Linked DNA regions of Mus musculus: region 2 is linked to region 1. A link is a contact called in public Micro-C data. All regions are on one chromosome and are shown on one strand. Each heading gives the region's core, a stretch centred on a gene start, on an enhancer-like site or on the middle of the called end of the contact. The rest is flanking DNA. Distances are from core to core; before and after follow the strand shown.

Region 1 (5,785 bases), core at 1,634-4,133:
TGGAGCACACTCTTTGTATGGTTCCTTAATGGTATGTGAAGTACAACTTAGAGAGAAGCAGTTCCCACTACTGCCACAAGGGGCAACATTGAGGACAGTACATTACATTTAAGAATCCCGACCATTTTTCTCTGACTACTTGTGTAGCATTTCCAGAGGCAGCTAAGAGCCTGAAAGCAGGTCTGGGCTGCCAAGGGCTACAGGTCCTAGGGACATGAGGAGATTGAGAGAAATGGCGGAGGGGTATGAAGTTTTCTTGTTTTGTTTTGTGTTTGTTTGTTTTAGACAGCCCAGGCTGGTCTCAAACTTGCTATGGAGTCCAGGATATTGAGCATAGGATTAGACATGAACTCCTGACCTTCCTGGCTTCCCTTCCCAAGGGCTGGTCTTATACCACAATGCCCACTGAGGTTTTTGCTTTTTGTTTTCCAAGACAGGGTTTTTATTTATGTAATCCTGGAACTTGCTCTGTAGACCAGGCTGGCAGGTTTTCTTTTTGAAATGATGAAAATGTTGCACTTAGACAGAGGTGACAGCCTATGACCTCACCACTCTGAACACGCCTGATCTTGAAGGCTAAAGTGTCACCTAGTGAGGACTTAGAGGCATGATAATGGTGACAGTTTCACTGGTGTTAAAATGTGTGATTTCAACACTGCTCATGTTCATACTTTAGGGCTTGTAAATTAAATCAGTGTCAAAGAGACTGTCCTCAGAAGGTCTTAAGCACCCATTCTGGCTGAGGAATGCAAGCCTGGCTGAGTCCCTTCCTGCATCTCTGGCCATTGGCCTACCCCTGCTCCAGAACAGAAGGCAGCTCCATGCAGGTGGGAAGCAATGGGGGTGGGGGCTGAGCAGGAAGGCAGGAGGCTCTTGGAGCTCCAGAGCCAGAGAAGGGTTTCAGGGCCTGCTGTGGCTGAAACAGGGGACAGATAGCACACCCACATGCCCACCCTGCGTTGCTAATCTCACTCAAATCCTCCTGAAGGACTCCCCAGCCGGTCACCCAGCACCTGGGCTGGTGCTGGGACGTAAAGGTGGAAGGCTGCACACAGACAGGCTGGATGTCCTTGTTGTAGGTGACCGAGGAGGCCAGCCTCAGCAGGGCCAGGTCATGGGACTTCAGCTTGTCTTCGGAGTTTACGATGATGTCCTTTACCCTGTACCGTCCAGAATAGGCCTTCCTGTTCCAGTAAGACGGCTTGGATGTAAGCTGCCCAAGCTGGACGGTCCACTTTTCTGGATCAAGGTACCTAGCAGGGAAGATGAAAGTGATCAGGACCCTCAGGAGGACGCTGGCCACCTGAGCCACCGGATCTCTGTGTGAGGTGACACCGTAGCTCTGGTACTATTTACTTGCTGAGACCCCCTTGTAGAAACAAAGCCTAGACATAACCAGATTCCCTTCTCCTGGGACTCTGAGGAGAGAAACAGGAAGACCACAGTCCCCAATGGTCTGGTCACTATTTTTTTTTTTTTCCGAGACAGGCTTTCTCTGTGTAGCCCTGGCTGTCCTGGAACTCACTCTGTAGACCAGGCTGACCTCAAACTCAGAAATTCGCCTGCCTCTGCCTCCCAAGAGCTGGGATTAAAGGCGTGCGCCACCACTGCCTGGTTGGTCTGGTCACTTCTTAAGGGCCTCTCTGAATAGAATTCATATCTGGTATGGGGTTGGGGATGTAACTCAATAGACAGTTTGCTTATCATGAGTGAATCCCTGGGTTTGACCCCCCTCCCCCCCCGAATTGTATAGACTCAGGCATGGAGGTGCACGTTTGTAATCCTAGCATGCCAAGAGGTAGAGGCCAGAGGATCAGAAGTTCAAAGTCATCTTCTGTTAAGTAAAAAGTTCAAGGCACCTCAAAACCAACCAACCAATCAACCAACCAACCAACCAACCAACCAACCAACCAACCAACCAACCAACCTTGGGAACCTCCAAGGGAAGGTGGAATGAGACCTGCGCCTTCCTAATTCGATATGGTAGGGGGCAGTGAGCATAGATGAATAGACCCGAAACAGCATGGGAATGTTTGAATAAAACATCCTGGAAGAATTAGAGTGGCGCCCCCTGCAGGGCCAATGGTAAGGTTTTTGGATTGTAAGCAGCGCTTGGAGCTCAGGATATCAGGAGGCTGTCCCACCCCGCTCCTACCATCCCACACTCACTTTCTAAAGCAGTGTGCAGCAGTGAGCACCCAGCGGCGGCTGAGAAGGCTCCCTCCGCAGCGGTGGGACTTCTTCAAGCGCAGGCTGGCCTGCCACGGCCAGCGCCCTTGCATGGATTCTATCCCGCCCACTATCCGGGACCGAGTGTCATTCCGGCGGCCACAGGGCACTGGGACAGACAAATAAGACACATGGCTGAGCAGCCTAGGAAGGCCCATAGCATCCCTAGGGTACACGTGTATGGGAGGAACTGGGGAGAACCACGCAACCGTACACCCCCCCCCCTTCCTCCAGTATCCTGGGGTTTTGTTGAAGAGGCAGGAGATCAGGAGATGGCGCAGAAACCCTTCACACGTGGTTCACAGACACCCAGCCCTCCACAGAGCCCATCAGTCACTTGAGAGAAGCTTGATGTCTGTGCTCTTGAGATCTGTGGGGGAGGAGTGGAAAAGATGAGGCGACTTCTTTATGCCTGGCCTCGGTAGGTGTTTCTCACAGGGACCACGGTTCCTCACCTGCCGCCTGGCTTTCTTCACGTGACCCTGGGTGGAGATAAGGTGAGCCTCGCGCGGACCTCCGAGTTTCCCATACTCCCCCATGACCCCCAGTCTGGTGAATGAATCTCCTTAGCTCACCAGGCTTCCCCAGCATCACGCACAGCAGCAGCAGCAGCAGCACTGGGCCCTGTATACCCATGGCGGCCTCTCTGAAGTCGGGTGCCCAGCTTTAACGTCCTGCCGCTACAGGCTTAGTGGCGCCCTCTAGGGGACAGGTCAGGGAGTAGGAGCTTTGCTCGGCCACCGTTTCCCGGCTTGACTCCAGAGCGGTCAATTGATGAACCACAGTCATCTTTTTCTTGTCAGAGCCCAGGATTTGGATGTCTTCTCTCTTGTGTACTGACAGCTTTCTGTAGGACCAAGGCCCTGGCCCTCAGCCCGCACTCCTAGGAAAAGCTCATGAGCAGGCCTTAGGGTATGCTGCCTTGTGTTATGTGTGATAGCCTTTTGCTGGATGCACTGAACAAAGGCTGGCCCTATTTGAGGACAGACAGAGCTTAGAGCCCTATAATCTACCTGCTACCATTGCAATGAGCCCTACACACTGTATGGGGATCACCAGACACTCTTACCCTTTGTACAGGAACATGTCAGGGCCTATATAACCATACTGGCTCATCAGTTATTAGCTTTGAATTCACAGCCAGTTGGGTATCCATACCAAAACCCTCTGCCTCCACGACTGATTAGAAGTTCTTATGGAACTCAGAGAATGTAATATGTTCATGGTCAAAGTTTATACAGTAAAGGACACCTATCAAAATCAGACACATGCTTCTAGATTACCTCACCAGCCCAGACTAATGGACAACACTTAGTTCTCTCAGTAAGGACCTTTGTCTCACAGGAAGTTAGCCCAGCACTGAGCAACAACCTGGCCACGAGCACCAGAAGGACCTATTGAGAAGGCTCAGTGGTAAGATGCTTGCTTAACTGCACCAGGGTCCTGGTTTTGGCCTCTATCAATCATTGTATAACTGTGATAGCTAATTTCAGCCCTTAGCTTGGCAGAATCTGGGAAGTCTCGTGGGAAGGCAGTCTCAGTGAGGGACATTCTCTCTATCAGCTTGGCCTGCATGCAGGCCTGTGAGGATGTTCTTAGTTGGACTAACTGAACTGAGAAGACATATTGTCATAGTTTGCTCTGTTGCTGTGATAAATCATGACCAAAAGTAACCTGGTGGATCTTTATGAGTTCATGGCCAGCCTGGTCTACATAATAAGTTCTGGGGCTGTGTAGAGACCTGGCTGGCCTTAAATTCATAAAGATCCACTTACCTCTGGGCTTAAAAGTGTGTACCACCACATGCCAGGCGTGGTGGCACACACCTTTAATCCCAGCACTTGGGAGGCAGAGGCAGGTGGATTTCTGAGTTCAAGGCCAGCCTGGTCTACAAAGTGAGTTCCAGGACAGCCAGGTCTACAGAGAAACCTGTCTCGAAAAACAAAACAAACAAACAAAAAAAGTGTGTACCACCATGCATGGTCTTAATTAATTATTTGTTTATTTATTATTTGTGTTTTTTGTTTGTTTTAAGATTTTCTTTTTTTTACCCTGATATAACTGTCTCTTGTGAGACTACGCCAGGCCCTAGCAAACACAGAAGTGGATGCTCACAGTCAACTATTGGATGGAACACAGGGCCCCCAATGGAGGAGCTAGGGAAAGTACCTAAGGAGCTGAAGGGGTCTGCAACCCTATAGGTGGAACAACAATATGAACTAGCCAGTACCCCGGAGCTTGTGTCTCTAGCTGCATATGTATCAGAAGATGGCCTAGTCAGCCATCATTGGGAAGAGAGGCCCCTTGGTCTTGCAAACTTTATATGCCTCAGTACAGGGGAACACCAGGGCCAAGAAGTGGGAGAGGGTGGGTAGGAAAGTGGGGGGAGGGCCTGGGGGATTTTTGGGAAAGCATTTGAAATGTAAATGAAGAAAATACCTAATAAAAATAAAATTTAAAAAAGATTTATTTATTTTTTAAGTACATGAATATACATACTGTTGCTGTCTTCAGACACACCAGATTAGGGCATCAGATCCCATTACAGATGGTTGTGAGCCATGATGTGGTTGCTGGGATTTGAACTCAGAACCTCTGAAAGAGCCATCAGTGCTCTTAACTACTGAGCCATCTTTCCAGCCCCCTAATTAATTTTTCTAAAGCGTTATTTTAGAGAGAAGGCCCAGGGGTTAAGAGCACTTGCTCTTCTTGCAGAGGACCTAAGTTCAGTTCCCTGTACTCACAAGGCAGCTCAGGACTGTCCTTAACTCCACTTCTAGGGATCTGATGCTCTCGTCTGACCTCTGCAGGCACCAAGCACACAGGTGCTGCACAGACACGAATCCAAACAAAATACTGGTACATAGAAAATAAAGTAAGTTTAAGATATTATTTATTTATTTTGCTCTCATGAGGCAAGGTTTCTCTGTGTGTTCTGTCCTGGAACTTGATTTATAGACCAAGCTGGCCTTGAACTCACAGCCTACCTCTGCTTCCTAAGTGCTGGGATTAAAGGTATGCACCATTGTGTCTGGCTTTGGTGGTTTCTTCTTCCTCTTCCTCCTCCTCTACCTCCTCCCCCTCCTCCTTTCTTTTCGAGACAGGATTTCTCTGTGTAACAGCCCTGGCTGTCCTGGAACTCAATCTGTAGACCTCACAGAAATCTGTCTACTTCTGCCCCCTGAGTGTTGAGATTAAAGGTGTGTGCCATCACATCTGTCTTTCTGTCTGGCTTCTAAAAATGTGTGTGTGTGTGTGTGTGTATGTGTGTGTGTGTGTGTGTGTGTGTGTGTGTGTGTGTGTGTGTTTGAGTGCTGGAGAAGACCAGAAGAAGTCTTTGCATTCCTTGGAAATAAAGTCATAATTAGTTGAGCTGTCTGATGTGGCTTCCAGAAACCATATTCTGATCCTCTGAAAGACCAGCAAGCAATTTTACTGCTGAGCCATCTCTCTAGCTCCTAAACTACATTTATTTATGTATGTGTGTGTGAGTTGGTGCTTACGTACCACAGCACGAGTGCTGAGCTCAGAGGACAACTTCTACACGATGATTCTT
Region 2 (6,225 bases), core at 3,549-6,048, 360 kb after region 1:
GACAGGGGCTAGAGCTGCATGCGGCAGTTTTCTTCCCACAGCAAGTGAAGAAAAGAGCCCCCCAGCACATACAGAATGAGAATCTGAGGGAACGAATTCAGCCAGGCTGTCAGTTGCACTTGAATTTCGACAGACCTAAGTTCTAAGGTAGGTGTCTCAGGCAGGTGTACCTTACAAGGCTAGGTACACAGCAGGACCAAGAAAGACAGCCACCAGGGAGTCATAGAGGCTTAATCATTTTAATAGGCATTCAAGACATGCTTCCTGCATGCCAAGGTGCCAAGTGCTGGAGGACAAAGACGTGAGGCACTGCCTCAGCTCTTGGACAGGATACTCATCAAGCCATTCCAAGGTGCAGGCACTATGACTGGAAAGCAAGGGTGTAAGAGCCTCTGCCTGGAAGGAAACACTGCTCAGAAAATGCTTCCTAGAGTCTGTGTCTACGTTAGCCCCAGGCAGTGCCACAGAAGGCATGAGCCAAGGACAAAGCCACCAAGCACAGAGCTCCTTCTAAGTCTAGGCACTGTGTACAATGAGGGCATAGACCAGTGAGTATCTTTATGGTTCAGATCAAAAGACAGTCTAAAGGTGGAGAGATGACTCAGTTGGTAAAGGGCTCGTTAGAGAAGCATGAGGATGTACGTGTTCAATCCCCCAGAATCCACATAAAAGGCTAGATGTGGCAGGACATACCTATAATACCAACACCGGGGAGGGACAGACAGGAGGATCAGTGGTGCTCACTGGCCAATCTAGCTGAATTGGCAAGACCCAGGTCCCTGTGAGAAAGACTATCTCAAAAGATAAGGTGGAGAGCAATTGAGCAAGACAGCAAATGTCGACCTCTGGCCTCCACACACAGGAACTCACATACATGTATATACATACACAGGTCCCAGGGGAAAACACAAACATTTATAGCTCAGCTCACAGGCTCCAAGAAGCCCAAAGACCTGGGATTAACTGAGATGCTAGGACAGTGTCCTTTGTGTGCTGTGCTGGGAGCAAGGCTGGAAGAGCCCAGGAAGAAAGAAGGTCCTAGGGTGGGAGTATGTCCCATAACCCACTCCTTCTAAAGGTCCACAAGCTTCCAAGGCAGGTGTGCTGGAAAGGGCCCTGCTGAGAAAGATGGTCAGAAACTAGCACAAAGGAACAAAGTGACTCAAGATGAGGCTGGTAGATTGAAGGGAAGGGCAGCCTTTGGTGAGACCCAGACAGTGAGTGACACTTAGAACAGCAAACCAGTTTTTATTCATAATAGACTCACCTATCAGTCAACATCCAAAGTCTCTGAGAGTGTGTAGAACCCAATTAAAAAACTGTGCAACAAGCTGGAAGAGCAGTCACATTCCTGTACCCCCAGCACACAGGAGGCAGACTCAGAGAGAGGATCGTGAGTTTGAGGCCAGCTAGGCTACATAGCGAGAGCCTGTTTCAAAAAACCCCAAACCTAGTCTAGAGATAGAGTTCACTGGTAGAATTCTTGCATGGCATTAAACGGAAGGCCTTGGGTCCAATTCCAGGGCTACAAAACAAACGAAGGACAAGCCAGGCACAACAGCCTTTTCAGAAACAGCTTACTGTGCCTCACTATGTAGTCTGTCACCCGCAAAGGGAACATCCCAGGCTCAAACACTTGGCCTATACAGTCCACAGACAAACGCTCGGGGGCTGCGGGCAGGCAGGGGCTCCTGTGACACTGCCCATTCTCCCTTGTCCTCAAGGCCCCCACAATGCAGAAGACTGTAGTGGATACCACATGCTTGGCCTCCCTTACTTCTTACCAGAGAGCTGCCTTTTGCTGAGGCCGACTCCACAGAAAGTTGAGGCCTGGAAGAAAGGCGAGGCAAGTTCCGAGGTGGGTTTCCCCTAGTGCTGTGAGTATACACAGAGGTCTGACCCATGGTGTGGAGAAAAATGGGGTCTTTTGAGATAAGTAGAGACTCCCCAAAAAGCAGGCAGGAAAATCCCCTAGAAGGCAGTGGGACCAGGGATTGTTGTACCTTTGATGTGCAGAATCACCCCTTTTACTCAACAGGCAAGCTGGGACTCTGTGATGGAAACATAAAGCCTTACTCCACAACACCTACAAAGCAACAGGCTACCAACCAGCCTTCTCCCTTCCTTAGAGTCTTCAGGACACAGTATTGGGAGTCTGTATGGAAGCCCAGCTTAAATGCCACACAGGAATGTTCCCCACTTTTGAGCCCCGTGTGTACTTGAGTCCCAGACCAGTAGATGCTTACCCAGTGTCTGAATGGCAGGCACCTCTCCAAACTCAAAGCCTTATTCCTCCCAAGCCTGTGTCTCTCTACATTGTGTCCTGGGCTGGAGTCACCCCATATCCTCCTTCCGCTCTGGCTTTTACCCTCCTGGCAGCTGCTTATCTCATGCTTGCCCTTCTTAGGATTGTCTGACAGTACCTCAGCTGGCCCCACCCTCAGCGCACGCAGGAACCCTTCTGGGTCTAGAAAACAGATCAGATCAAGTCACTCCCAGGCCCCAATCTCCCAGGTCTCACTCAACACTGTGTCCATAGCACCCCCCACCCAGCTCCTTCTCATGCAAATTCACCTTTTGTTCTTCTCTTTCCCCTTTAGCACTAGGGTTGAGCCTAGGGCTGTGTGCACAGCAGATAAGAATTTTATTATAGAACTATGCTCACCAGCCCTTTCTGTTGTTTTTAAGGAGAGTCTTGCTCCGTACACCAGGGCGGCCTAACACTTGCTCCTTCTGCCTTAGCCTCTCTACAGAGATTATAATTGTGTGCCACCACCCCCAGCTCCCCTGGGTCCTGGGCACTGAATACAGAGCCTTGCATCTACGGGTAAGCACTGCTGCATTCTCAATGCAGTAAACACATATTAAAAGGATAGTGAAAATTCCCAGTAATGAATTCAAGCTTGTTCTCAGTAAAAGGCCTGAGGGCTTTAAAAAAATTATCTCCATTTAGAAGGTGATGGTTACCACTGAAATGGCTGATTGTAAAGGGCTTCTTTCTTCCATTTAGAGTTGTCAAAACAGAAAAGGTATGCTCAAACAGGTAGAACATTCAACAGGGCAAATCTTTTTTTTTTTTTTTTTACAACCCACTTCATTGTCTTGTGTACTTTAAACACTTTACTATGTCTTCAGAGGTTGGCTCAGTCTCTAATAAGGATTAGGAGCAATGCTGTGTGCCCAAGGTCACTGAGACTTGCCAGACAGTCCTGGCAAGGGTGGTTACTCAGAGCTAGTAGGGAACACAGGCAGGTGAGTTTGCACTCCCAGGGAGGTAAATTTGATTGTTGTTATGAAAACCCTACCTAGATTACTAGAGTACTTCTGCAAACCCAAAAGGTCACCCTTAATCCAGCCAAAAGCCACTACATTGCTAGTTCACTAGTTGACATGTAGCATTCAAAAAGTGGCATCTTTATTCCCTCCAACAAGCACTTAAGAGAGTGCCTGGCTAACTGAATGCCAGACCATGGGGGAACAGGGACAACACGATGTGGCTCCAGGCCTATCCACACGCAGACTAGATTCTAAATACAGCTGTCACTACCCTAAGTCTTTATCTGAGTACTGGGGAGATTAGGTGAGGATTAATCATCAAGGAAGCACACAGAGCCCTCATAGCACTCAATATGAATGGTCACTATCAAATATTTGAAATTTCTTAACCATTTGTCGTCTGGGTTGGTCTTGACACCAACCCAGAACTGACATCAGATAGAGCTTGAGAGAACACAAATACAGCCATCTCCACAACAATTCAGTGAACAATGACAGGTGCCTATTGGGGACAGGGGTGTGAAAATGAGAATGGAGTCATTGTCCCCAAGTAGATGACATGGCAACGCATGCCATGGGACAGTTGTACCAACTGCCTGGGAGTAGCTTGCTGACCTTCCAGCAGAACATGGTGAGACAAGGAAAATCCTTTATTTACCTTGGAAAGACAGCAACACAACCGCCCAAATGGCCAACCTATGCCTGCATATGTCCGGGCTGGGCTAGACAATCTTTGGCCTTTAAAGTTAGCCCAGTGAGTCCCCATCCAAGAAGGCCAGAGCACTATTTCTGAACTGAGTCAGGTCTGTCAAGGAAAATCTGTGGTCAGGCTGCCAGCACCCAGCAGACTGACTTCTGTCATGTGCAGCCCACCCCGTGTGGTGCCAGCTCTGCCCTCCAGCTGTTATTCAAAACTCCTGAAGCACAGGGCCAAGCTAAGGCACAGGTGACCAAGGCATGTCAGGGACACTGGCTGGATAGGGCTCTCAGGCTGGGAAAGTCCCTAAGCTTCAGGTGGGCAGTTGTGTCATCTTTGGCAAGTGAAGGGCCTGGGTTGTTGCAGGTCTCCGAGGGCAAAGGTATATGAACACTGCTGCAATTTCGAACGAATACAGAAAGAGGATTTCCTATTCCGCAGGGACGGAAAGTGCCCCAAGGGAAGGTTGACACAGAGGCAGTTCTTGCCCACGACACAGAGCCCAGAGAAGGCAGGGATGATCGAGGAAAGCCGGGCCTGCCCAAAGGGTTCTGACTCCGGGGCCCACGTCACGCACGCAGCATTAGACTCTGGAGCCCCCTAACCCGCAGCGACCAAGACACGGAGCACAACCCGTGCCCCCCTCCCTCAGTACATCCGTGCCGCCGGTCAGCGCACCGTGGCAGTGACACCCCCACACCCCGCGTCCAGCCGCCACGCCCCCGCCGCGCACCCACCTCGGCGCGCCGCACCGCACCTCTCCCTTCGGCTCTCCGCTGGACCGCACTGGACTTTCTGCGCACGCGCGTAGGCGGCCCCGCCCCACAAGCACGCGCTTGCGGGCTGCCCACCCCGAGTGCCCCGCGTCTCAGTGCTGCCGGCTCTGAGCATGCGCATTTGCGCCCGGCGGCGGCCAAGTCGGGAGCATGCGCTAGCCAAACAGCGGTTCCCGCGCTAAGGGGCGGGGGCTCGCCTAAAGAGGTGGGGACCCTAGCGCCTGGTGTAAGGCAAAGTCACGGACGACTAGAACTCCGACGGCTGCCCGTGGAAGTCGCCTCTGGTCCGGTCACACGTGGACCTGATCTGCCCCTTCTCGACGTCCAGTCTTGAGCGGATAGAGTGTAGGGCTCCTAGCTAGGGGCAGGACCTGTGTCATGGAGCCAAGAGGCCAAGACTGGTAGGAGTCGTGGTAGAAAGCGACAGCTGGATGGACCCCAGAAAAGGGTACAACGGAACAAGAAAGATATGGGACACAGGCAGTGATGCAGCTGCGGATGGGGACACGGTCACGTGACCGGCAGAGGCAGGCCAGAATGGATATGGGGACAAGATCCATGACACTGGACAGGGGAGCCTACAATACTCTTTGTACATTCCCGGCTGGAGGGCAGAGACGTCGCTGTCTTGGCTGTGCAATTGAGCCACAGCCCCTGCAGCGGTGTACAGGCAATTATGGTGGCAACAGTGGTTTTGGAGAGGTTGGAGAACTCTAGTGTATCACAGCATCAGAGAGTTGATGAATCACATTGGCCCGTGGGATGTGCTCAAACCCCAGAGGGATCATCCTAGCATCCCCTGGGAATAGGCGGGTTCACACCTTTAAGAGACGTCGGGTATCAGCCAAGAGGGATAAGATCAGGGTCCTCTGAGCTGCCCTAGGAGCCTCCAGATAGCTCTTAGGGGCCATCATACTCCTCTAAGTTGGGGGTAGGGTATCGCCAAATAGGTTTCAAGCGGGGATGGGGGTAGGGGGAAATTAGATGGCGATGCACGTGACACTTCCAGCCTAGTGCTCTGATGAACGCGCCGCGCCCAGTGATAAGAGAGCTGAGTCCGCCCAGTCCACGCCCAGCTTGCAGATTCAGGCGGTCCCGCAGCGCCCCCGCCGCTCTCTCCTCTGCAGCCTCCGCAGGCGCCGGGTCCAGGCGTCTCTCCAAGGCAGCACGAGGCTTCCACGGGCAGCACTGAGCCCCTGTCCCCGGCCCGCTGTGCTCCCAGCTGCAGCCCCCGGCCCACCTCCCAGCAGCAAGTAACGCCGGCCGGGCAGGAGGCGCGGGCAACCGCAGGCCGCGTCTAGAGTTGGTACCCACAGCGCGCTGCTCCCGCGTCGAGCGCGTTCCTCGCCGCTGCGGAACACAGCAAGCACCGCTACCGGAAAGCGTGTCCACGAGCCGCGGGCCTCACCGCGTGCACCCACTGCCACCTGCACCGCTGCGGGGGGGGCGTGGAAAAGCGATCAGGTTAAGTGGGGC

The links. Hi-C and Micro-C count contacts between places; a contact is called where the count stands out from the background.
Region 2: a contact with region 1 is called in a Micro-C map of embryonic stem cells, with 1.7 times the contacts expected there. The contact joins the promoter of Tbc1d24 here to the promoter of Prss41 in region 1. A contact is called at or near these places in 4 of 39 promoter capture datasets (hippocampal neurons, maxillary cranial neural crest, pre-B cells and 1 more), 1 of 484 Hi-C or Micro-C datasets (embryonic stem cells) and 1 of 115 datasets of contacts at active chromatin or transcription factors (epiblast stem cells).

What each region holds. Positions count from the first base shown.
Region 1 is chr17:23,841,273-23,847,057 of GRCm38.p6, forward strand. Prss41 (protease, serine 41) reads right to left here and starts at 2,884. Exons shown (of 7, transcript NM_027644.1): 1 at 2,805-2,884; 2 at 2,685-2,711; 3 at 2,567-2,599; 4 at 2,170-2,338; 5 at 973-1,253. The coding sequence starts at 2,865.
Region 2 is chr17:24,200,764-24,206,988 of GRCm38.p6, forward strand. Tbc1d24 (TBC1 domain family, member 24) reads right to left here and starts at 4,799. Exons shown (of 8, transcript NM_173186.4): 1 at 4,711-4,799. It overlaps Ntn3 (netrin 3), which reads right to left. Exons shown (of 6, transcript NM_010947.3): 6 at 3,068-6,184. The coding sequence ends at 5,835.